Regions from separate parts of the Mus musculus genome. Here regions 2, 3 and 4 are each linked to region 1. A link is a contact called in public ChIA-PET, Hi-C and HiCAR-type data. All regions are on one chromosome and are shown on one strand. Each heading gives the region's core, a stretch centred on a gene start, on an enhancer-like site or on the middle of the called end of the contact. The rest is flanking DNA. Distances are from core to core; before and after follow the strand shown.

What was found. Hi-C and Micro-C count contacts between places; a contact is called where the count stands out from the background. ChIA-PET counts read pairs in DNA pulled down with a chosen protein or histone mark. HiCAR-type assays count read pairs that join an accessible place to other places.
Region 2: a Hi-C map of cortical neurons shows a contact between it and region 1, with 1.8 times the contacts expected there. The contact joins the enhancer-like site here to the promoter of Aff3 in region 1. A contact is called at or near these places in 1 of 39 promoter capture datasets (embryonic stem cells), 4 of 484 Hi-C or Micro-C datasets (cortical neurons, embryonic stem cells, nephron progenitors and 1 more) and 6 of 115 datasets of contacts at active chromatin or transcription factors (embryonic forebrain, embryonic stem cells, fetal liver and 2 more).
Region 3: a contact with region 1 is called in a HiCAR-type map of embryonic stem cells, with 4 times the contacts expected there. The contact joins the promoter of Rev1 here to the promoter of Aff3 in region 1. A contact is called at or near these places in 13 of 39 promoter capture datasets (the 3T3-L1 cell line, 3T3-L1-derived adipocytes, the HPC-7 cell line and 7 more), 4 of 484 Hi-C or Micro-C datasets (embryonic stem cells and stem cell-derived cardiac mesoderm), 6 of 115 datasets of contacts at active chromatin or transcription factors (astrocytes, embryonic hindbrain, embryonic stem cells and 2 more) and 1 of 9 other capture datasets (embryonic stem cells).
Region 4: a contact with region 1 is called in an RNA polymerase II ChIA-PET map of memory CD8 T cells, with 7 read pairs. The contact joins the promoter of Chst10 here to the promoter of Aff3 in region 1. A contact is called at or near these places in 3 of 39 promoter capture datasets (embryonic stem cells, hippocampal neurons and stem cell-derived epiblast-like cells), 1 of 484 Hi-C or Micro-C datasets (embryonic stem cells) and 1 of 115 datasets of contacts at active chromatin or transcription factors (memory CD8 T cells).

The regions. Positions count from the first base shown.
Region 1 is chr1:38,624,697-38,631,152 of GRCm38.p6, reverse strand. It overlaps Aff3 (AF4/FMR2 family, member 3), which reads left to right and starts at 3,909. Exons shown (of 22, transcript NM_001290814.1): 1 at 3,909-4,064. The coding sequence starts at 4,012. Gm34596 (a long non-coding RNA gene) reads right to left here and starts at 486. Exons shown (of 5, transcript XR_373334.2): 1 at 47-486.
Region 2 is chr1:38,265,153-38,271,078 of GRCm38.p6, reverse strand. It overlaps Aff3 (AF4/FMR2 family, member 3), which reads left to right. Exons shown (of 22, transcript NM_001290814.1): 9 at 1,318-1,369. Among named protein-coding and RNA genes, the nearest start is that of Gm16150, 49 kb to the right of the region's middle. Within about 2 kb of position 2,273, at least 11 of the 459 cell types and tissues checked have an H3K27ac peak or open chromatin away from gene starts, as enhancers often do. A contact at or near this core is called in cortical neurons, where this site is marked.
Region 3 is chr1:38,125,873-38,131,829 of GRCm38.p6, reverse strand. It overlaps Rev1 (REV1, DNA directed polymerase), which reads left to right and starts at 2,164. Exons shown (of 23, transcript NM_019570.4): 1 at 2,164-2,368.
Region 4 is chr1:38,893,517-38,899,920 of GRCm38.p6, reverse strand. Chst10 (carbohydrate sulfotransferase 10) reads left to right here and starts at 1,761. Exons shown (of 7, transcript NM_145142.2): 1 at 1,761-2,031; 2 at 3,865-3,984. The coding sequence starts at 3,963. Gm51581 reads right to left here and starts at 3,311. Exons shown (of 3, transcript XM_030243909.1): 1 at 3,266-3,311; 2 at 2,288-2,519; 3 at 971-2,204. The coding sequence starts at 3,311. The coding sequence ends at 1,571.

The DNA.
Region 1 (6,456 bases), core at 2,660-5,159:
AGGGAGAGAGAGATTGAGAAAGATTCTACTGGTTCCTCAAAACTACCTCTGAGTTCCAGCCATGTCTTGGGAATTAGTTGATGGAGATGGGAGATGCTGTGGATTTGCTTCTGGGTGCACACAAGAGGCTTCTCATCCCAGGAGAGCATATTGAGGACGAGGTCCTTGCTGAAGCACATGCGCATACCCTGTTAAGCAGGAGCCACTTCTTCCTTCCTTCATTTTGTGGATTTAGCACAAACCAGCCAACCAACTAGCCAGGCCCCCAGGGAGGCCAGGCAGTCCCGCTTTCGCTACCTTCCTTCCTCAGTGGCCCTCTCCTGAACTGGGCGGTTCCATTCAGCTCTCAGTAGCACAAGTTGCTTCTCCCTCAGCAGAAAAGGCCCTCGGATCTTCTGTGTGTTCCGAAGCTACTGCTTCACTGGGAAACCCCTCTCTCTCTCTCTCTCTCTCTCTCTCTCTCTCTCTCTCTCTTTCACATCTCTCTCTCATCTATCTATCTATGTATTTATCTCTATGTATCTATTTATCTATGTATTTATCTCTATGTATCTATTTATCTATGTATTTATCTCTATGTATCTATTTATGTATTTGTGTGTATGTATGTATCTATGTATTTATCTCTATGTATCTATTTATGTATTTGTGTATGTATGTATGTATGTATGTATGTATGTATGTATGTATCTATCTATCTATCTATCTATCTATCTATCTATCTATCTATCTATCTGGGCAATCTCTTGTTCCTTTACAGAAAACAAAACCCTAGCAAAAACAAACAACCCCCCATCTCCAAACAAAACAAAAAGTCACCAAAACCAAAACCCAAGCACAACAACAAAAACTCAACAAACCAACCCCTTTTCTAATTCTAGAGAGTACCAGCACCTCACATTCTCTCTCCCTTCCCCCTTTCCTTCCCTCTGTCCTTCTCTTCTTCTTCCTCCCCTTCTTCTTCCTCTTCTTTTTTTTACTAATGTTGAAATTTTGACTTGTCTCAGTGCTGGATTCGGCTCATACACCAATGACTCTATAATGGGAACAGCCATAAAATATAAAATATAAGTTAACAAGTTAAAATATAAAATATAAATAATAAGTTCTTAGATTGAAGAGTCTCATTAACTCCTCTACATCTCACCAGTGAAATCTATTCATTTTCAGTTTATTTCAATCACAGCTTAGGCAAAGACAGTATCTACAACAACATTTTGGGTTTCTTCCAATGCCTTCACTCTCCAAGTGGGCTCTATTCACAGAAACATCCACCAGAAATAAAATACTAATGCATCCGTCCTCGAGTTAAAGACCCCAAACAGAAAATACATTATTTGTGAAGAAACGTTTAAAAAAAAAATTACCCACAGTGAAATGACTTCCGGCTCAAGTACACTTAAATGTAAACGTGAGGACCCAGAGCCGACACTTAAATATACATCTGTCCATCCCTTCATAGCTCTTTTAGGGAGACCTTTTACAAATAACCTTTCCCTCCCCAAGCCTAACTCCTTTTGCTCTTTCTCCTTTTCTGGGACCCATTTATCTTCAGCCACTAAGAGGAGGAGGCTTGAATCTGTGTCCGAGCCTCAGGCTCGCTCGGCATGGGACCCGCAGTAAACACGGTTCTGTTTGTTCTTCAGCAGCTTCTTTTGTATAAACAGATGTGGTGGGAAGGGAAGGGACGGGAAGCCAGATCCCTGGGAGGGGCGGGAGGTCTCCTTTCTGGAGAAGACTCCCAGCTGCAGCCAGGAGCCCAAGGAACAGGACACATTTCTTGTTCAGGCCTTGGAACTTGCAGTTCTTCCAGGCAGGGGCTGTTCCCCTCTCTCTCTCTCCTCCACCCTCCACCCCCAGCCTTTGTTCCTGGGAAGGCTGTCTCCATGTGATGTCTATAGCTCACTTTTGCCAGAGCAAACATTTCCAAGAGGGTTTATGCTAAGTAGGTATCTGTAAGGCACATTTCCCCCCTCCTTCTCTCCAGATACACTGTAGACCAAGATTTTGGATCCCAGCCCTTCACACCTGTACTTTGTCCATATTTCCTTTGTTCTTTTGTAGCCTTCAACTAAAGGGGCCGGGGTGGTGTTTCAAGCAGCGAAGTTGTTAGTTTGTAAAAATAACCAGTCAGTTTCTACAGCGGATTTGATGCAGACTCTGCCTTCACTTAGCGATTGATATTTTCACATTAGTTATGGATGCTAATAGGGAACTATTCCAAAGCTGGGGGAAGAAAAGGATGGGGGCCCGAGAGCTTTGCAGTTCTGTTTCCGAGAGCATAGAACTCTAGTTGGCTTTTTGGCAGTTTATCTACCTGCGCCCACGACTTCGTTAGTTCTCCTTCAGAGGTGGGTGAAATAAAAAAAGGGGTTGCTCCTAGGATTTCTACCAAAGGGGCTAAATTTTTGGCGGCCTCACATGGTGGCTCTTCTTGTCTAGAAAAGGAACAAAGGCCGATACACTGCAAAGGCCTCCCTTAGGGCATGCGGGGTTTGGTGTAAGTGGTGAGCTTTGCTCGGTGCTGCTCTCTCCAGGAATCCTGGGGAATCCTGAACAGGGCTCCAGGAACTGGGGCCAAGAGCATGGGAGAGGGGAACCCCATGCACCACCCCCGGGGCCAGCATGGGATCCTCAATTTTGAGGGCAGAAGCCCAGAGATGGAAGGATAGACCAGCTCTACGCCTCCAGTCCCCACTCTCAGAGTGTATATAATAATGAGCGAGGGGGGAGCAGTCTCTCAAACCAAGGGAGTAATAATAGCAAGGGTTTTATTTTTTTTACAAGCCACAGTGGTACTCTATCATCTTTCCAGCTGACAATCTGCCACTCTCTAGACAGGAGAGGAGGCGGCGGGAAGTTTGTAGTGGAAACCCAGAGAGGCCTTTCCAGTATGAAATAAAAAGAAAGGAGACTGGTTTCCAGGGACTGGGCAGCTGAGGGCTAGTGGGATACCCCTCGTCCTCCCAGCCCCCAGGCTAAACTGCAGCTGAAAGCAGGTCTTGGAAGACGCTTCCTTCCCGCCTCCTCTTTATTTCACTTAAGTTACTGGCTCCAGATATTTGAAACGATTTGTTTTCAGCGCTGCCGTGGGCTGCACTGTTAACTCTCACCGCGCCTGGGGCGCCCAGGGCTTTTCCTTCCTAGCGCCCACCCCAGATCTTCAAGAGTGCACACCTCCAGCCGCAGCGCCCTGCGGGTTCCCCTTAATTTGCGGAGGACCAGAAAGTCCCAGCTGGACACGGGGCGAGGGCGAGAGGCAGGGGTCTGCTTTGCTGCAGGCCGGCCTCGGCTCGGCACGGCATCCCCCTGCCCTCGGCGCCGCTGCGCCGCTCCCTTTGGCTCAGAGGACGTCCCCCGCAACCCTCGGGGCCACTGAGGGTCTGGAGAGATGGAGGGGCGCGGGTGAGGAGGGCGAGCCGGCAGTCCGGCCCGAGAAAGGGCGCGGGACCCCGAGCAGCCGCACGGGGAGAGCGGGGAGCGCGGGGAGCGCAGGGGCGCGCGGGGCGGGCGCGGCGCGGGGCTCAGGACGCGCGCGCGCGCCTCGGCCTCGCCCGCGCACACGCGCCTCCCGGAGGAGAAAGAGGCGGGCGGGCGAGCGGGCGGGCGCAGAGCACCGCGCCGGCGGCTGCAGCGGGCCGGGCCGCCGCGAGGGAGGGGCGGAGGGGCGGGCGCAGGCCGGGAGGGGGCGGCGGCGCGGCGAGAGAGCGAGCTCGCGGCTCTCGGCGAGTGTGGCTGCGCGCGAGCCGGCGAGCGGGTGAGTGCGCCGGGCGGGCCCGGGAAGCAGGGGCCGCGGGGGTGCCGGGCACTGAGAGCCGGGGGAGGGTGACTGGCGGGCAGGCGGGCAGGCGGGCGGCGGCGGCTCGGGCGCGGCCGGGATGCACCTTAGCGGGCGCCTCTCGTTGCAGCGCGCGGGCGGCCCGAGGCTCGGCAGCGGCGGCGGCGGACACGGCGGCGGCGGACACAGCGGCGGCGGCGGACACGGCGGCGGCGGCGCTGACACCTCCCACCATGGACAGCTTCGACTTAGCCCTGCTCCAGGAATGGGACCTCGAGTCGCTGTGGTGAGTCCCGGTGCTGGCCGCTGGGGAGCCGCGCTGGCCCCGCCTGCCCTCACCTGGGCCGGGACTCCGGGTGCCCGGCCGCCGTGGGGGTGGGGTGGCTCGGGGACACCCGCCTCGCTGGCCGGCTCCTTCCAGCCTTGGCGGGCTGGATGCTCGGCCGCCTCCCCGTGAATTCGTCGGTCTCCGGTTCCGTTCTCTCCCCTCGGTGCTTGCCTGCGCTAGCTCAGGGGGCCGGGGTCTGGCTGCCACTGGAGGAGCGCAGCGGTGGAGGGGAAGAGAACCGATTTTTAGAACGTGTCACTGATGCCTGAGAGCCCACCCCTCATCTCGCAGCCCCTCTCAGCTCCCTTCCTTCGGATTGTGCTCCCCTCCAGCTCCCGGAGAGCCTCAGGCTCACCACCCCTGTGACCCCCTAGAGTTGGTACCTCTACGAAGTGCCCGGAGAGGATGCTCTCTAGCCTTGCGCCCTGCCTGCTCCCTGCTTGGCGTTTGCATCCTTCCTCTGTCCTACCTCACTCCCACTGGAGATGGAAAAGTGAGCACCCTAGGCAGGAGGCCAGTGTGTCTTGGTGCCCGAATTCCGGAGGCCTTGGCCCAGGGAGACTCATTTCCCGGAGGTTCTCGGTTCCTTTGCACCCTTTCTTCACACATGCCCATGGCTGAACTCCTCACTCTTTTTGTCAAGCTCAAAGCTGGCAGCCTGGAATGCACTTGGGGTTCCAGTTCTCGCTAATCTCGCATTAGGGAGAGCTGCTATAGGTAAATCACAGGTAGATGCAATTTAATTCTAGTTGCGGTTGTCTGAAAAATCCCATTGGCTGCTTCAGCATCCCTCACATTGCCCCCACCCCTTAAATGTTTCCAACCAGCCCTATTCAGGTGGTAAAATTACTGCTTGTATATTCCTGGAGGAACTTGTGTTATGTTTAATATTTACGGGGATGAACATCTGCTGGAACAAGCATATTAACTGCTTTCTGTTCTGCCTCTGGTAATCGCTGATTGTAGAGCTGAGCAGTTCCCTTTTTAATTCAGTAAAGAGTTCACATGTGTCAAAAACTGCAAGTGGTGTGCACATGAATATGCGATGCACAATTTTAAAGCTAAACTGCTTTATGATTTATGACACATACCTCGATGGCATGTGGGCATGTGAATCTCCATAGTGACTTAGGCTCAAAGTGACTTTATTTTCTTAAAGACAGGTGTAACAAAATAAACTAGACACAGAGCTCACGAATTATCGGGCAGTTTCTTATAGAAGATCCGACGGTGACTACAGCTTGCTCTGCATAATGCTAGCACCTATAAAACACACAAGGATGGGCTCCAATGTAATAAAACTTGTATATATTACACTGGCAACTTCAAAGAGCTAGTGTAGAGAGAATATGGAACATGTTATTACTCTATAAAAGTTGCTAATTACTGTGTTGCTGCTCCTGGGGTTATTCCAGTCTTTCATTTACAGATACCTATTATTTTACAGGTTTACCTTTTGAAATATTGGTTTCTGGCACAAATTCAATAGCTTCCCAGATAACAACTGCCTTTTAAAAATGACTTTTGCTTTTTAAAATCTAGGCAGGCTTGTAGTTAAAGGGGAGAACTTATTTTTTGGACGCATGTTTATGCTACTTATCCACTTTCTGGTTCAAATTGAACTCCTGTATGGTTTTTATAAGTTGTATTTTGAGATTATCAGTGGTAATGTGTAGGCCTTTTTGGCAAGGGCTCAAGGTGTGTCTTCAGTTCCCAGTAAATTATCTTGAATACTGTCAAAGAATGCCTGCTGAATTGTCTTTAAATTTTTAATATCCTATTTATTTATTTATTTATTTATTTATTTATTTGACCATATCTCTCAACATAGTCCAGGCTGGCCTGAAACTTGCTTTGTAGACTGGGCTGGCCTCAGACCACATAGATTTTACCTGTTTCACTAGTGCATTGAGGACATTGCGCCACCACAGCTGGAAAGCATTTTTTTTTAAGCCATTGCACACTCAATCAGATTTGTAAGCAATATATAGTTTCTTGGCTTAAGAAAGCATGTTAGATTTCTTGATTACAGTATAGTAGAACAGTTTGGCTTAAGAGAATGTTTCTTATTTTGTGGATATAGAATTTACATTTACAAAAGGTTATCTTTAGGTAAAGTTAAAGATAAACCAAAAAACTTGGGTTTGCATTTCAAATATGTCAGACATTCTCTTAGTTATGGACCAATTTTTGCATGACATTTCTAACTCAATTTTAGGATTTGCTAAAGACTTTTATGTTTACAGTTCAGTTTCAAGCTCATGCATGATCAAAAACATGTAGTCTCTCTCTCTCTGTCTCTCTCTCCTTCTCCCCCTCCCTCCCGCTCGTTCGCTCCTCTCTTTCTCCA
Region 2 (5,926 bases), core at 1,024-3,523, 360 kb after region 1:
CTGTGGATGCTCTGGCCCCTTCTATAAAAACTGTGGATGTTCTAGCCCCTTCAGTATGCATTGGATTTACATGTAACCAACTCACATCCTCCTGTGGCTTTCAGTTTTGCCTAGAGCACCTAGAATACCTAATGCAATATAAATGCCTCCTTCTGCCCCATGCACAGGAGACAATGGCCCAAACGTGCACATGTTCAATTGCAGTTGTTACTCCAAATTATATTGATCAAATAAAGAAACAAATTTATTTCTTAGTCTCGTGGAACCTAAATCAGGATCTCCAACATGGGCACCATAAGTCACCTACCCGAAAATGTAGACTCTTCAGGAAGAACTGATCCTATGCCCTGACAACCACAGTTTACCCACAAAGTCACTGAAATAGCATTTACTATAAAGGTATCTTCCTATGATAGGCCTATAACCGACCCTTATGGCCATAAGCATATTTGGTTGACTTCAAGGAAGACATTGAGGTCTTTAAGCACAAGAGCTTGACAGCTTCCAAACCAGTGTCTGAAGCCCTGGACTCTGTGCCAGTGGACTCTCCCTGCTCTGAGGCAGAGCCATTCTGTGTGCCCAGAACACATTTTAGAAAGTGCATGTCTGAGCAAGATTCCCTTGGCAATGGACAACTCTGAAAATTGCTATGCTGAAGAACTGATCAAAGCAGCACTGATAAGAACCGTTCTTCCCGCTAAGAACGTTAGGATACATATTCCCTTTTCTCTGTCCACCATTGGCCTTCATGGACTCGCTGCTTGTGTCAGGATGCATGGTGGTGGCTGGTGACCTGTGGAAAGGGCCCTTGTAGACTCTTCAGAAGTGTCCTGCTGTTCATTGCCTTGTACTCAGAAGATCATGGAGGAGACAACTTCTCCAGCCCTTGGGCTGTCAGAGGGCCTGTATGAATGTCATGTGACTCAAGACTAATGGCTGCATGACTCTTAGCAGAATTCTGCTTGCCCTTCCTCTGTCTTTACCATGAGCATCCCCCAGCAGGCCGGAGGACCCAGCTGGGCTCCAAAGCCTGGAAATCATTGAACAAGCACTTGGGGAATTTAAACTTCCCAGGGAGCAGCCCCTGTTTGGTTCTGTTTTTCTAAAACTGCCAACTCGGAAGGAGGCCATCTCATCCTGAGATTGTCAGGAGGGTTAATGTTTGTGATGTGACTCTCTGTTCTTCCCTAGGTACATCAGAGAGAAACCACATATAGTATAAGGGTGTGAATAGAACTTAAACACAGACCTGAAAGATGATGTTTCAGTATTGAAAGACTTTGGCTCTAAGTGTCCGAATCTCTTTGTCCCTTTCAGAACTCTGGAAGACGACCTTAAGCTAAGCAGTGATGACGAAGAGGGTGAGCAGGTAAGACTTTCTCATGTGTAGATGAGGCACAAATGAATGGACACAGACACTGAACCAAGCTGGTCTTCCATACTGGACACTGTACTGCCATTGATGGATTTCTGTGTGTTGGTCCAGTCTGTTGAAATGTCTTGAGCTCAGTTCCCATTAAAGGATTTCAGTCTGTGACTTTTGTTTTTAATGGCATAGACCAACAATCATGTTTCTAACAAAACTAATAGAATCAGACTTCCCTCAGAAACAGATCCTTCCTCCCTCTCCCCTTCTTTCTTTCCTTCCTTCCTTCCTCCTCCTCCTCCTCCTCCTCTTCTTCTTCTTCTTCTTCTTCTTCTTCTTCTTCCTCCTCCTCCTTCACCTCCTCCTCCTTCTTCTTCTTCTTCTTCTTCGTCTCCTCCTTCTCCTCTCTCTCCTCCTTCTCCTCCTCCTCCTCCCCTCCCCCTCCCCCTCCCCCTCCCTCTCCTCCTCCTCCTTCTCCTCCTCCTTCTCCTCCTCCTCCCCCTTCCCTCCCCCCTCCTCCTCCTCCTCCTTCTCCTCCTCCTCCTTCTCCTCCTCCTCCTCCTTTTTCTCCTTCTCCTCCTCCCCCTCCCCCTCCCCCTCCTCCTCCTCCTCCTCCTCCTCCTCCTCCTCCTCCTCGTCTTCGTCCTCCTCTTCCTTCTTCTTCTGGCAAAGATAACTGGCCTTCTCGAGATCAAGCATGTGACCTTACACACATTAGCATGCAGCAAGGAGGCCGTAGCATTAAATATTGAGAAGCCTTATACAGACGTTATTAACAGTGAGAAGGAATGAACACAGAGGTGCTCAAAGATGATGAATAAAAAATAATCAGGCACAGTCTCGGCTGTTTGTCTGAAATGATAAACGCGCTGCAAATAGTCTCCCTGGCTGTTGATTCACCAGCTTGAGACATCAGTCAGGGGGGCTATAAATAGTCTTCTGATCAGTCAGTTAAGGTGAAAAAATACCCGCTTAGCATTCATCACGTTCGCTTCTGCATCTCGGGGAAACGTTTTTACTTTAAAGCAGATTTCAAGAGCACTAGAGACAGATTCCCCTCCACTTCCTTCATCTGCCCCACCAGCTACACTGTTGGGTTTGGATGAACAGGACAGGTTAGGAAGACAATTTAAGAGTTCTCTTTTTTATGTCATCTTCATATGTTGGGCTAAATGCATGTGCCAGTCAATGGATTTTTGAAATGGTGAACTTGATTCAAAGGTACCGTGAAGTGTTGCGCACGTGATTTGCTGTCTAGACATGCAAATACAAATAATGTTTATAGACGGGAGGCCAAAGTCAGTGGAGCGTGGGCTGGGGGCAGGGAAGACGTGCTCCTCTTTGTGAGACAAACTAAGGCACACAGATGAGCCAGGACTCCGGGAACCTGGGGACCTGGTTGGCAAACCGAGAGAGTCCCAGGAAAGGGTGGTTAGCCGGGCAGAAGGGGCCTCAAGCTTGGAGGCCTTTAGCAGTGGGATGATTTGTTTCTAGGTGTCTAACGCCGGCAGTCAGACACCTCAGCAGCCACAGTAGAAATTCATTTCTAATTTTGTTTTCTCATCTGTGCGAGCGACTAAGAAGAAAATGATTTCCTCTGTGTGTGTGTTTTAAGCCACTGAGAGGCTCAGCTAGGTACCAAATGGGCTAAGCCTTCTCAAGCATGCAATCTGTGTATGGTTTCTATTAGGAAAAGGATTCACGGGCTAAAACATTCCCAGAACTATCTGCAGGAAGTACTTCCAGTGAAAACGCAATTTAAGAAACTCGTTATCAACGCTGAGCTATCACGTCCTCTAAAGGCAAACAAATCATTTGCTTTGCTGTCGGCTTTCCAGTCTACACGGGCGACACTGTACTATGAATACACATGTCGGACTGTTTATTCTTGCTTTTCGACCAGACCCTAGTGTGTGTCTTACTCCTTTTGTACAAGGAGCACTCGGAATAAATGATTTTTATACAGTATTTCCCTAACTCATTAACAAGACTCCAGACAGTGGGGTTTACATATGATAATTTAAGTTAAATTGTCAACATTAATTAGATTAAGTTGTTCTATTTGGGTCCAAAGTATACTCTTGTATAGTCACAAAATTGTGACTCCCCCACTCTTTTTACCGACAGGTCTATGCATGTAGATACTGTATTCTGTTTATTCTGCCTTGCACCATGGCGAGCTCACTTTTTGACTCAGCTGAAGACAGTGATAATGTCCCCTTCACCCTAGAGTCCATCCCTTGCCACCAGTTCATCAGGGAAAGGATGGGGCCCCTTGAGTTCTTCCTAACCCATGATTGGCTGTTGGCAGGCCCGTTCTCATGCCTTCCCAGCTTAGGCTACTGTAGCTGCTGCAGGATCGTGGGTTTGTGACTGGTAGCTTACACCCGGAAGGTAGTGCTTGACCGCCTACTCCCTGACGTCCAGCTTGATATTCTTTCCTCCCTGTCTTCCCCGGTGCTCCCCGAGCCTTGGAGGAATTTCCCTACTTTTAGAAAAAGACTAACGATAAGACTTCCCCTGAAAGCATGTAGTCTACATGTATATGAAACACATTTTATTTCTCTGACACCATGAGACGATGACACATTTGTTTCCAGGTATAACCAGAGATCGCCTCCTTCCCAAAAATCTTTTCAAAAAACCTTTGCAGTTTTTTTCCTTCCCTGAGAAACTACCTGGTTGTCTTTATAAATATTGGTCCAGCTGGCCTGTGTGATCACCTTAAAAAAGAAGAAGGAGGAGGAGGAGAAGGACAAGGACAAGGACAAGAAGAAGAAGAAGAAAAGATGTCCCTAAGAGCCTCAGGTTGCCGACTGTCAACCTCCCACTCTGGTGCATTTAACACACATTTTTTCTGGCTTACCTCCCAACCGCCATTATTCTCTTAGAAGACAGAAGCTGAGTTGAGGAAAGATGACCACTGAAACATTACTGCAGGCTCCAGGTCCCTGCTCAGCTGCTGAGGCGCTCAGCAGCATTGGCCCAGCTATCCAACCACAGAGTCCTTCAGTGCTCCACTTGTGAAGTTAGAAGTCCCTACGTCCCTTGCTCTTCCTGCTACTGTGACAAACGCCTTCAGGAGCAGCTCAAGGAAGGTTTATTTGGGCTCACACCGGAGGTATACAATCCAGGATCATGAGGCCATGTTACTCCCACAGTCGGGTGAAGGTGGATGATACCCAACATGGATCTCTGGCCTACACACACGCACACATGCACACACAGACATACACGCACAAACACACATGAATGCACAGGCATACAAATATATGAATACACACACACATGCTCATACACACATGCACACAAGCACACGCACGAGTGCACACATACACACACATGTGCACACACACAGGTGTACACACATACACATATGCACAAGTGTGCACACGCACACACATACAAACATACATGCATGAATATGTATTCACTCACACACATGTACACACACACACACACATGCTCATCACTTTATACAGCCTTTGATGGAGGCATTTGTATTGCGTTGTATAGACACTGCCGTCTTATGCTTCTTCTCCATTAATAGCCTATAGTTACTTCCGTCGAAAACTTGACAAACATGGAATCTAACTCTAACATCTGGGGTTCTGTGGCAGTGCGTAAGAGTGTCCCACAGTAGCCCAGACAGACCTCAGACTTGTGACGCTTGTCATCCCTCAGCTGCTCAGGTGCTCAGTGCTCCTAAGGTTGGGAAAGAGCCGAGTCCTGTCCTGTAGTTCCTCATCTCCATGCTGAGCCCCGTGGCTGACCTCATCTGCCTGCTACATCTGGTCTCATCTTCCTCCTGGGTTGACCTCCTTCCCTCCTGTCACAAGAGCGTGCTGCCAGTCCTATCAAAAGTTTGTCCCATTTCCTCTGCAGCTTTGGAACTCGTTCTTTGTTCTGCCTTTCCCCTAAGGATGACTCTCGCATCACATTCTGCTACTCAGAAACCACCAGTACCCAAATACCCAAATACCTGTCTCTTCATCCCTTGCCTTACCAGAAAAGTGACATTGCAGTGTGCCCCTCTCCCTCACCTGTGCCCCTCCCCACCTCACCAATGCCTTTCCCTGCCCCTTGCCTGTGCTCCTCCCTTCCCCCTCACCTGTGTCCTTCACCCTTTCACCTGTACCCCTCCCCCACTTACCTGTTCCCCTCCCCCAACCTGTGCCCTTCACCATCTCACCTGTACCTCTCCCCCCTCACCTGTGCCCCTTCCCTCTCCCCCCACCATGCTCCTTCTAGTGTTTTGCCAAGTGCTCAGTCTCCACCAGGTATTAGAGTCTGAAAGGATTCCTTCCTACTTTTTACTTTCTAGTTCTTGTCTTTGGGCATCCTCATGTCCCCTCCCCACCCCCAGAGACCTTCAGTTTTTCTATAATGGCAACTTCTATGCAGTCTCAACTCAAAGCACTCTACCAAAATACAGACATACTTAAGTTTTCTATTTGATTGTCTCACAAACATTCCAAACTCAAGCCATGCCAAACTGAACTTCTGGGTTCTGCCACCCCCTGTTACTCAAATATGTTTGTCTTGTGGTTGTTCCCTTTT
Region 3 (5,957 bases), core at 915-3,414, 500 kb after region 1:
TTAAAAAATCAATTTTAATGAAGCTTAGGAAAGGAGTGAAAAGGTACAGCTCCCCCAAGGATTCCCAAGTGTGGGGCCCAGATGGGTCATCTTAGGTGCTGTCTCCAAAGCCTAGCTCGCCTTCGATAAGGAAAAATATAGACTTTATAAAAATAAATAGATGGGCAAGTGAATCTTGACAATAAAGTTAAAATAAGAACTTTCTGAAGTAGATAAAAATAAACCCTGGGCAAACTTGTTCGTAACACAGACTCTAGAATTTATCTACCGTTTATTTCTTCTCGCCTCTCGGTTCTGTTTGTTTTACAGAGAAAGACATCTTCTTTCCACTTTCTTTCAACTTGACACAAGCTAGGGTCATCTGGGAAGAGGGAACATCAACTGAGAAAACACCTCTATCAGAATCGGCCTGTGGACAAGTCTGTGGGACAGATGATTGATGTGGGATGGGCCAGCCCACTGTGGGCGGTGCCCACCCTGGGTGGGTGGCCTTAGTTGTATCAGGAATAGAGGAGCAAGCCATTAGAGGCAAGCCAGTGAAGTGAGCAGGGCTCCTGAGTGGTCTCTGCTTCAGTTCCTGCATCCAGGTTCTGTCCTGACTTCCCTTCCCCGTGGGTTGTAAACTGTAAGGTGAGATAGGCCCTTTCCTCCTTAAGTTGTTTTTTTGGTAATAATGTTTGTTGCAGCAAAAGAAAGCAAACGAGGATGGGACAGTTTGTTTATTTGCTTGAGAAAAATACAGAAAAAGTAATCTTTGATTATGAAAGAAGAGGAAAAGTATTCACAAGTTATTTTTCAGTCTCAAAAATAAAGTTTTGGTGTTTTTCTCATTGGAAATAACTGCTGTGTAGAGACAGTTTTTCAAAACTCCTCACAAGCCTCATTTCCCGCCCAGCGGTATTTCCGAACACAAGCTGGTGGTGTTGCAGCTCGTTCTGAAACTCCTGCAGTTACACTGTATCTAGCTCTTCAATTGTGGGTCCAGAGAAACAGAGCTGGGAGGGAATACTGAAGTTGAATTCATAAAGGAGAGCGAGCAAGTGGAGCAAAGGGGGAGAGGTTAAAATCGAGACAGATATATATATTTCCCATGTACATATACATACACAGAAAGAGAGAGAGAGATTTCGATTATCTCCTGTCTCTCTGGGAAAGGAACCTCAGGTTTGCAAAGTCAGTTTTAAAAAGAGTACTACTGTTTTCTAAGTGCCTGCAAACTCCTTTCAAAAGTCTTAAGGTGGGGAAGGAACAAAAGTGTTCAGTCTAGGGCGAGGAGTTGGTTGGCTTAATGTTTGAGCATTCCAACAATAAAGACTATCACAATAACCATGCAGTCTCCCATTGAACAGACACTACAGAGGCGGGGGAAATGGGCCTTAAGAGACTGTTTTTTTTCTTTTTTGCTAGGTGTATTTAACATCCACGAATAAATTGTGTAGCTGCTGGTTTTTTGTTTTTGTTTGTTTGTTTTTAACCATCACAAGGGAAAGCAATTTTCTTCAGGTCTGTGTGTTGCAAGTGGGAAAGGCAGGTAGAGCACAGGACCGGCAGTGGTAAGATTGTGAGGGACGTCGTGTCTGGACACAGCCTAGCTGGCTGCCAGCAAGTGACCTGGCATTCCCGCAGACCCGTGTGGGCCGCGGTTCTCCGCTCGCCGACCGAGCATGTGCTAGCCTGTGAGCGTCCTGGCCGCCGCTAGGTGGCGCCGCACATCAATCGGAGCGCGGTGCGGCGACGCGTTTCGCGCCTCGGCCGACCCTGCGCGGTCGTCTACCCGGTTAGTCCCGGCACCCGCGCCCTCCGCGGCGGCTGGGGAGCCCGGGCGGGGCGGGGCGGGGCGGGGCACGGCGGGGCGCGGCTGCGCGTCGCTGCAGCACCATTAGCTAGCCGGCCCCGGCGGGAGGCAGCGTGGTGATGCGGCGGGTCCCGCGCCACCTCCGCCCAGCCAGCCGCACGGTCACGTGCAGCCGAGGCGCTGCTCTCCACCCCCCCTCCCCGCGGGCGCCGGCGCGAGAGGAGGGCGGGGCCGGGGTCGCCTCGGGCCGGGCGCGAGCAGCGCGCGTGCGCCGCGCCCGGTGAGTGCGTGCGGGGCCGGGCCAGCGGGCCGCGGTGTGGATGGGAGGGGGAGCCGGGCGCGCGCCAGAGGAGCGGCGGGGGAGGGGCGGAGCTGCCGCGGAGGCGCGAGGCGGGCGCAGCGACTGAGGGAGCGTGGGCCGCGGTGCGGTGCGGTGCGGCTGGGCGGCCGCCTGACCGGTTGCCTTCCCCGGCGTTCCCCTCAGCCGCGGGGAGGACACTGAACGACGGCGGCGCCCGCGAGGCCCGAGGAAGCGGCTGGGCCCGGGCATGGTGGCCTGGGGCGGCGCGGAAGGTGAGCGACCCCCGGGCCGGCGGGTGGGGGAGGGGTACCGAGCCTCCGCCGTCCCCGCCTCCGCCGCACGAGCGGCCCGAGGCGCCGAGGCCGGGGGCTCGCGGTGCTGCCGCGAGGCCTCCTGCCTGCCGCGCCGCGTCGCCCCTGCGCCTCCGGCCGCCGGGTTATGTAACGCGTGACCTCCCGTTCCCGCTCCACACCCGGCGCTCCGTCGCGCGCCGATCGGGGCGCCCGCGGCCCTGCCTCCGAGTCCCGCCGCTGGCGTCGCAAGTCACCGGTTCCTCCTGCGCCGGCGCCTGGCCGGCCATTCATTCCCTCGCGCGTTCGAGTGTCCGCTCCGCCAGCGTTTGCAGAACGTGGCAGGGGGCACCCGGGGCCCGCGCCGCGGGTCTTCGCTCGTCCCCGGTGCATCGGCTTCTCCCCTCTGCCTTGCTCTTAGGCATCCCGGAGGCAGTGTTTCTCTCACTCCTTTTCCCTTGTCACTTATCTGTCCCCTTCATGTGCAGGACACCTGTCCCCAAGTGTTTGTACAGGTGCTCAGTTCACACTTGGGTGTGCTGTTATAATAACAGTCGGGGTGCACCGAGGGGGCACTTGTTTGTTTGGAGACTCTTCCTGTCCCGGGTTTGCAAAGCCCGGACTTTCCTGTAGTATCGTTCCTTGATTGTTTAAAAAAACACTACAGGTGATACATGCCTAGGATTTCACCGTGTGTTTTTTGGTGTTTCTTGGGTATAAAGTAGAAATGGTATGTAGATAAAAACAAGAGACCTCATAAAAAGGATTTGTAACTATTAAGGGCTATGTAACAGCTCTTAAATTATTTGCTTGGTCTCTGGCTTCTCTAGTACCTGTTCTTCCTTTACGTAGAGTAATAATACCACAATCTTGTTCCTATGGAGTGCGCATTAGCTCAGCTTAGCAAGACTCCATAAGTTTGCTTTCCCATATTGACCGGGCTTTGCCCAGGCAAATGCTGCTAGAATACCCTTCCGGCCCTTCCAGTGCTACCTGTGATGGACACTTGGAAGCTTACCTGGAGCTCTCCATCCAGGACTTCAGTCTGCACGAGTGCACTCGTTCATTGCTTAGACTACTTACTTGCCATTTTTCTTGAATTTCTGTTTTCTTGTTTGTGTCTTGTAGGTCCTTTGAGGTCAGTATGTACCAAAATCGTGTATCTTGTCATGAAACTTTACTCCTTTTTATGGTAAATAATGCATATTTGTTCATTTTCTTAAGGGTGGGAATCACTTTTAACATTAAATCTCTATGTCATCTCAGGTAGAAAAATACACATTTTCAAAATTAATGTGCTGAAATACGTAACTCCACTTCTTTAACACTGAAAACCAAGATTCTAAATGGAAAGGAAGGAAAGCCTGTTCCCAACAACCAGTCACAGTAAATACATTCCAGAGGCTACATAGACCTATATTTAACAAACATACTGTATCCAATGGCATGTGAAGTGGAGAGATCAAAGCATTTACATATGGGCTTGAAATTTGCCTCTGCTAGTTGGACAAGCTTTTCATTCATATTTGGAAGACATTTTCCAGTTTGGGTAGCCGACTAATAAATTAGTTCTTAAGTGAAAGGCATTTAATAAGACTATGAAACTACAGGTACTAGGTAAGTGTTTTCTGTAGCATACTCTTGTAGCTGTGTACTAAATAGGGCCTGATATGCTGGAGAGAGACCATGAGAAGAAAACTAATCACCGGAGACCTTAGGTGCCTGCTGTCTACTAGAGAACAGATCCTGAGGGCTGGCAGATTCTTAGTGTTTTATTAGAATGAAAGGGATTGTAAATCATAGTATGAACCAGGCTCCGTTCATCTCAGATGTCGGTAGGCAGAGGCTGGGGTATCTCTGGTAGTTTGAAGCCAACATGATCTACATAGTGAGGTGCAGACCAGTTAGGGCCTGCATAGTTAAGACTCCATCAGAAATAAAAACCAAAGTAAATCATAGGGCAAGTTAAACAGAATGAAAAACAAACAACCAAAAAATACTTTTTACTTCTTTTCTTGTAACAACAGTGCTAACTGAAACTTTAATGTGGATATTAATAGACATTTAAAAATTTTAATTTTCTTTGAACTTTCTGTAGTTAAAATCCTCCAAAAGCTCTGGGTTACATATGGAGTTTGAACCTAAGCTCCTCCCTGCCATCAGGGCAGCTGTCAACTTAACCTTAGCCTTACCCCATGACTCTCACTCACTATTGGATTTCAGGATCCAGGCAGATATGCAGGACACCTCTTCTGACTGGTGGTAGCTGTTCTTGTCTTCTAGTGCTGTTCTTTACTTGAGGGAACTTTTCCTAGTCTCTAAAATAGAAGCAAGTCTCCTTTTGTTACTTGACTCTTTTGTTTGCTTTTACATTAAATATTTTTTCTCCTTTGTATTTATGATCAGATATACTTTTCACTTGTTAATTATTCCCTTTAGATTTGTTGGTTCTCTCTTCCTAACTACAGGGTGGAGATCTTATTAGATTTATTCGTAATTTTATCCCTAGTACTTAGAACTGTGCCTGGAACCTAATAGGCTCTTTGTAAAAATTTTTAACAATAATTGCTGTAGTTGATTTGAACACTTGACATCTTCAGTCCATATCCTGTCTGCTCCCATTTACTGATTGCATGACCCTGGACCAGTTAATGACTTCTGGTGCTTCATGTTATTCAGCTGTATATGACGACTAGAGTATTACCTACTTCATAGCATTACATGAGTAATACATGTTAAAGAACACAGGTCTGAGTTTCCTGTGCTGTGTGTAGAGGCCAGAGGTTTATGTCTGATGCCTTCCAGTTGCTCGCTACCTTAGCTTTTGAGTCACAGTCTGTCACTGAAGCTGGAGCTTGCCATTTGGGCTGGACGGGCTGACCCTGAGATCTGTATCTGCTGGAGTTAGAAATGAGCAGCACTGCACCAGGTTTTTAGGTCCTCATGTTTGCAGAACAGGTGCTTACTGAGTCTTCTCCTCAGTTCTTATTAAATAAAACAAAACAAAAATAACAAAAAGCATTAAACAGTTGTTTCATGTACCAACATCATTTTTGTTTTGTTTTTTTAGAGACAGGGTTTCTCTTTGTGCTGTCCTAGACCAGCCTGTAGATCAGAGCTGGCCTCAAACTTAAGAGATCCACTTGCCTCTGACTCCAGAGTTTTGGGATTAAAGTTGTGTGTCACTGTTGATGTGAGATAAAATTGAATTCATTTTTATATTTGATTTTTTTTAATGAAATTTTGTTGCTTACCAAAACTTGACTTTCTAAATATTTTCTCCATCTAGAATAAAATAAAAAATAAACTGATTAGAATAGCCTCACTTTAGTTTTATTGTGTATATAAAATTTATCTTTCAATCGAAAGAAGATGCTAAGTAATTTTCCCTACAGCCACCCAGCAGAGTGGCTTTCCTATGTTTTGCTTTGAGGTTGTACTGGAAATATGATCATGGTGAGAGAGCTTGCTGGGGCTTCTTGTTTTCAGACAGGAAAATTGTTGGCGATCTTATGGAAGTCTGTTTTTTTGTAGAGTTTAGAAAGAAGAGGTGTTTGATCATCTCTGGTGG
Region 4 (6,404 bases), core at 512-3,011, 270 kb before region 1:
ACAGAGCCTGCTTCTTGGTTCAGGCAGGCTTACCTCAAAGAATTAAGGACCTAGAGACTCAACAGCCACCCATGCCACTCAGAGCCAGTGGATCCCATTTAACATTGCAAAGAATGACCAGCAAGGACAGGACAGTAGAGAAAAGCTAGCAAATCTTTATTGAGGCAGACAGAGATGCAGAGAACTCACAAGGAATTTGCCAATGTGGCCTTGGCTGGATCCCCTTTTATACTCAGAAATTAAGCCTGATTGGGCAGAGCTGAGAGGCTCCTGTCTGTCTGAAGTGAATGGATGTGGAAGAGACTGGCTCAGGGTGGGGGGAAGGTAAGAGACAGGTCAAGGCTCAGGAAAAGCCTGATGGTAGGAGGCCAGCTGAGGAAGACCCACCAGAAGTTCTGGGGGAACAGAGGAGGGGTGGCAAGATGAGGGAGGGACTGAGGAGTCAGGAGGTGAGGTGGGCAAGGGCTGGCCAGCCATTGTCAGGACAAAAGTCAGTCATAATCTTCATAAATTGGGCCTTTTAAAAGTCACAGCTTCTGAGTGAAACGTACAGAAACTGGACTTCTGAATCACACAGAAGCTGTCTTCTCGGAGCCTGGCCCAGTACTCCTGGGCAGGAGAACAGCCTTGGAGATAATGGGGTCTACTCCCCATTCACTGTCTGTGTTGTGTTCCTGGGGAGGCTTCCTGTCTGCAGATGACTCCTTCTGACTGAGATAAGTTCACTGAGAAACCAACCCTGCCAGTTTGTAAAAGTTTTTCTCCAGACATTTCTTAACCAGTTCTCTCTCTCTCTCTCTCTCTCTCTCTCTCTCTCTCTCTCTGTGTGTGTGTGTGTGTGTGTGTGTGTGTGTGTGGAGAGAGAGAGAGAGAGAGAGAGAGAGAGAGAGAGAGAGAGACATTCTCTGTGTAGACCTGGTGGAAGTTGCTCTGTAGACCAGGCTGGACTAGAACTCAAGAATTTGCCTACCTCTGCCTCCCTATACTGGGATTAAAGTGAGCCACCATGCCCAGGTAACCAATCAGGGTTGTTAAGAAACTATGAATGGGGCTGGAGAGATGGCACAGCAGTTAAGAGGTGGTACCACCTTTGCAGAGGACCTGAGTTCAGTTCCTAGCACCCACACTGAGTAACTCACAATTCCCTCTTAAGTCTTGCTGGAAGGGATCCCACACTTTTCCTGACTCTGTGGGCCCTATATTCAAGTATACACACCCACACAGAGATGCAAACATAAAAATAATAAAAGTAATTTTAAAAAATCTATGGATAGAGGAAGGTGTGGTACCTAGCATTTACCATGCCCTGCATCCCTGAGGCTGAGAAAGGAGGATTGCCTCACGCTGGAGTCCAACCTGAGCTTCGGAGTGAGTTACAGGTAAGCCTGCACTCCATTGAGGCATGGTCTTTTAAAAAAGAAAAAACAAAATAAAACAGAATAGAAACAAATGCAAATAACTAAGGAAGAATAAAGATTTGTACTATACCAAAGCTCAAGCGATCTGACCTTTCCTCAGGTCAAAAAAAATTTTTTTTTTTAAAGAATGATTGTTGATCTACTTATGTGTTTCATTGTCGTTGACATTGTTGCGTTTTCCTAAGTTTTGGATTTCCTTTGCCTTCTCCAAGGTGTTTTCTGCGCGGTGCGGCTGGGTTGCTGCATCTGTACAATTTCTCCACAGGCCAATGGGGACCAGGAGGCCTGGGATGGTGGGTGCGCGGTGCGTCCTCCTGGCTTCCTGCAACGTGGACGCGCGCGCGCGTGCACAGCGGTGGCGGCGACGACGCGCAGGACCAGGCCCACACTCCCGGGCGGCAGTGGGCGGCGGTCTTGCACCCCGAAGCTCGCACGCGCCCGGCTTCCTCCTTCCGGCGTGGCTGCACCCCTGCACCCTGCAGGAGGGTAGGCGGGTAGCGGTGCGGAGGTCTGGGCAGAGCCCGCCTCCGGGGCTCCGGGGACGCCCACAGGCCCCGCGAGGCCCGAGCAGAGCGCCAGCGGCTGGGAGGAGCGCGAGCGCCGATGTACGAGGGTGAGCTGGGAACTCGGGGGTGGCGGGTCTCAATGAAGTGCTGTCCCCCACCCCTTTGCCGGGTAGACAGAAGGGTGGTGGACTCGGTTTTCCTCAGCGAGCTACCTCGGTGTGTGCTGTGGCGACTTAAAGACGTCCCTGGATGGAGAGATTCCTGGGAAGAGCCTTCATCACTTAATTATGCAACGAGGCGGCGTCCTTGTGCTGGATGCAGTGATGAATGGAATCGATGATACTTGAACCATCCATCGTCTACCTTTGCCACCCTGGGATGGAGACTTGCGTTTGTAAATGTGGGGTGGGGTGGAAAGAGGAGAATGTTTTCCCACTTGGGTCCCAGGAGCGTGCTGGGAAGGAGGACTGGAGGGAGGAACCTGTGCAGCCTTTGCGAAGGAGCGCACGGTTGAGCGCGGCTCCCGGGGCGCTAGGGGAAGGAGTTCTGCCTGCGAGCAGGTCCTGCTTGCTGGCCCATACCTTCACCAAGAGGTCTGTCAGAAGTTGGAGGTCTAGGCATCAATTACTGCACTTTCTGGCTGGAAAGATGAAACAGGTTTTCCAAAAGCTGGTGCTTTTTCGTTCTCCAAGTCTATTCAAGGCAGGAAAGGGCAGGGCAGTGAATACAAAGTAGCTCAGCCAGGCAGGTTCTGGTTAGCCACAAGGAGTTGGGTTTTTGCGCTGGTCTATTGGAACTGCCAGAGCAGGATATGTCTTGAGACATTCTTAAAGTGAGACAGCTCAGCTTCGTTCCCGCTTGCTGATCACTAGCCACGACTTCATCTTTTCTAAGTGACTGGGTTAAAAAGAAAAGACACAAAGAGAGAAATGACTTTCTACCTTCAGTGGTCCCCAGGATAATTAGGACATAGTTTATCTTAAAGCAGAATTGGAGTTTCAAGATGAAAAGAAAAATCTTCACATGTTTGCTCTTGACCCTCAAGAACAGAAGAAATTCCCAAGAAAGCCGCCCCCTCCCGGAAAGGAAAATAGAGTTTTGTTTGTTTGTTTGTTTGTTTTGTTTTTGCAAAGTTGAACAAAGAGCATCAGAAAACACTTGCAAGTATTCTGTGCCACTTGCAGTAATATTTGGGTCCGTTTTGAAGAATTAGGAGAGAGCCAGGAGTACGGTGGGGAGAGAGGACTGACTATATAAGACCCTGAACTTGAGATCTTCTGAACCAGACAGTTTTCTCATCACACAGTCTGGAATTGCTTAAGCTATGTGAGGCGAACTTACCATTAATTTTAATACTGAGGTTTTCCTGTTTTAGAATAAAGGCCATTGTTTGTTTATTGTGCCAACAGCCCTACCTATGATTTCTCTAATGCCACCAGGTTGACGTTTATTCCATTATTCATTTATCAAGTGACGTTTGTCTAGAATCTGCCAGATGCTAAGGCTTGACAGAACCCAGAGTGTATCTGTCATTGGAATAACTCATGGTTCTGTATAAAAAATTATTTACCCAACATTTAGCAAATAAAACAGTGGAATTGGATTATTCATGATAAAATATATTTCATTAATAATTTTAATTTTCTTACTGAATCACAGAGATGGTTCTTAAATAGCTGGCTCTTATGCCACATTTGAAATACATTCTTGCTTATCAAGAAATACAGACGCTACCTGCTTTTTGTGAGGAACCTGTTCTAGAAAATATGCATGAATATTCCAACTGACTGTTTCCCATAGAAACTAAGTTATATTAAGAAAATTGACCTAACTTTGAGGGGTGGTTTTGGTCTTTTGTTTTTGAGATGGGGTTTATGCAGCCCGTTCTGACTGCAAGCTGTGCAGCCGAGGATGGCCTTGAATTCTCACTGTTATTTCAGACCATCCCACACAGTGACAGAGGGACCATAAACCTCAAGAGGAACAAGTCCAGCTTGGCAATGTGACGCCTCCAAACCCAGGCCGCAGATGGTCCGTGATGGAAAATGTGAACCCATCAGGTATTTAAGATCATGGCTTTTCAATATCTGTAGTGCCTCCTGTCTCTCCGATTTAGACATCTCAGGGACATAAGCCCCTGCTGATGGCTGTGTATGCACACACTCAGAAATGGTTCCTGAAATGGCGTGCATTGCAGCTAGTGCTGGCTTCATACCCGATGTACAGTCTCTGGACACTCTCCCTTACTCCAAGCTTCTGCCTCCACCACTCTTGTATCTCTCACTGGACAGAGTTAGGATGTTTTCTTCTGCTAACCAAGGACAAGCGCATCCTTCTAAGGCAGGGTTGGGAGGACGGCAGTGGAGAAGACAGAGGGGAATTCTGAACTACGGTCCAGAAGATCATGCACTGTGAATTTAGAAGCTCAATGGCCTGTGATAGAACTCTCGATGTAGACACATGCATACACTGTTCTGTGCCTTAATAAGTTGTAGTTTGATAAATTTGTTGCTACGTCACAATTCAAAATTGAAAAGTATGGGAGGGCGGGTAATATCCCCTTGTTCTGGCCTCAGGTCTGGTTCTCTCCTCCCCAGGGTCCCTCCAAGCCTAGCAGCTCCTTGGTATTACCAGGTTGTGTGAGGTTTCCTTTGGATCTATCTGGACGTGCTGCCAAAGTTCAGCATTGTAACTGTGGAGTCAGAGGTGTGGTGGAGTAAGGACCCGGCCTCCACCTCTTCCACAACTGCCCGAGGCTTACAAGGGACACTGACCTCCTTGTAGTTTTCAGAATTCTAGAACCTAGACTTCCCATTCACCTCTCCCTCATTTGCTCCATTTCTCCTGTCGCCAGTTTTTTGTTTGTAATCAAAATTAGCTTTCTTATAGCCGAGTATGCATTCAAAGATGCAGGTTCAGTTGTTTTTTTCCCACCCAGGTGTTTAGTTGGATTCGTTATAAACAGGGAGCTGAGATCTGCATGTGGTCTTGGTATGAAAATGTTCAGGGCTGGAGGATTGTTCTTTTCTGGTGTTTGTAATTGGTGCACGCTTTTACCTTATTTATTTTGCACATACCCCGTGCATGCGTGTGTGCTCTCAGGAATCTGTGCCTCTGAGTGTGTGTGTGTGTGTGTGTGTGTGTGTGTGTGTCTTTACAAGTATATATGTGGCAAGACACAGCATGTGGAGGTCAAAGGACAACTTCTGGGAGCCAGTCTTTTCTTCCAACGTGTGACTCCCAAGGATTGAACTCAGGTCTTCAGGCCTGTTGATCACATTTAACCCTGAACCACCTCACTGGTCCAATCTGTGCATTTTTAAAGGCTGACATCAAAGAATTGGGAGTCACACAGCACTAAGGCAAAGAAGCTGCATTGAACGGGAGCTGCAGTGCATGGCAGGCCTGCCCCTTACTGAGTGAAGAGCTGGTGGTATGTACCAGAAGTCCTCAGAGCCCTGGTAGGATGTGAAAAGGAGCCGCGGATCAATTGGGGTGATAAAAATGTATTCAAGCTTAGAGGGAGATGCTGGGGTTAGGGGGCAAGCAACAGTCTGCTGAATAGTAACTTTATGTCCTTTAAACTAGTACTGAAAAACAAAGACAAAACACCCAGGTCATTCCTCACTCAATTAACTGCAACATAATTTCTTCCTACCTTTGAGAACTTACATTCAGACTAGTGAACCAGGGTACAAAGCACCACCAACAGAACTGAGAAATCTCATCTCTGCCGGAGAGCTGAACCCTATAGAACTAACAGGAGTCCAGGATCTGGCTTTGTGCTCTGTTATCAGGGTGCTGCCTGAACTAGTCCGTTGTGAGAATGGCCGTGCCCTGTCAGTCCTGTGGACTGCTTGCCCCCTGCATACACGTGTCTATCTCTTTGCTCACCCTTGAATGCTATAGCCAGCAGCAGCTCCCAGTTACCTAGATATGGCCCAGAGATGGTGTCCCAGGCAAGTGGGCATGCCCAGTGTTGAGAGTGGTGGCAGGCATGTTCTCCACTAAATCTGTCTCTCTGAAATGAATGACCACTACTTTTAACACCACTCTATCCCCCCTCCTCCCCCAGGCCCTAGCTTTCCCGCCCTGACCCTTCCCAGTTACTGATCTGCACAGATCTCTCACCTAGCACATGAGCCTCTCTTATTAGCATTCAGTACTAGAGCAGAGAACATGTGTTGTCGCTGTGTTCCAGGGGGCTCTGACGGCAGTTGGTGTATTCCTGAATGAGTGACTGGCTAAAGCCTGTATAAACAGAGTTGACTGGGCCTGTGTGCCACAGGACCTTTTTAAAGAGCGTTTTCTAAACCAGCTAGGCATGTGATGGATGGGATCCGTCTGGGAGAGGCTTTGTGCTTCAACAACAGGGGAACATGGATAGCTGAGACAAACAGATCTACAGGCATCCCTTTTTTAAAATGCAGGAGAGACTGGTGATGACAGACGTTCTTATGTGTGCTGGCTCTCCTTTGTT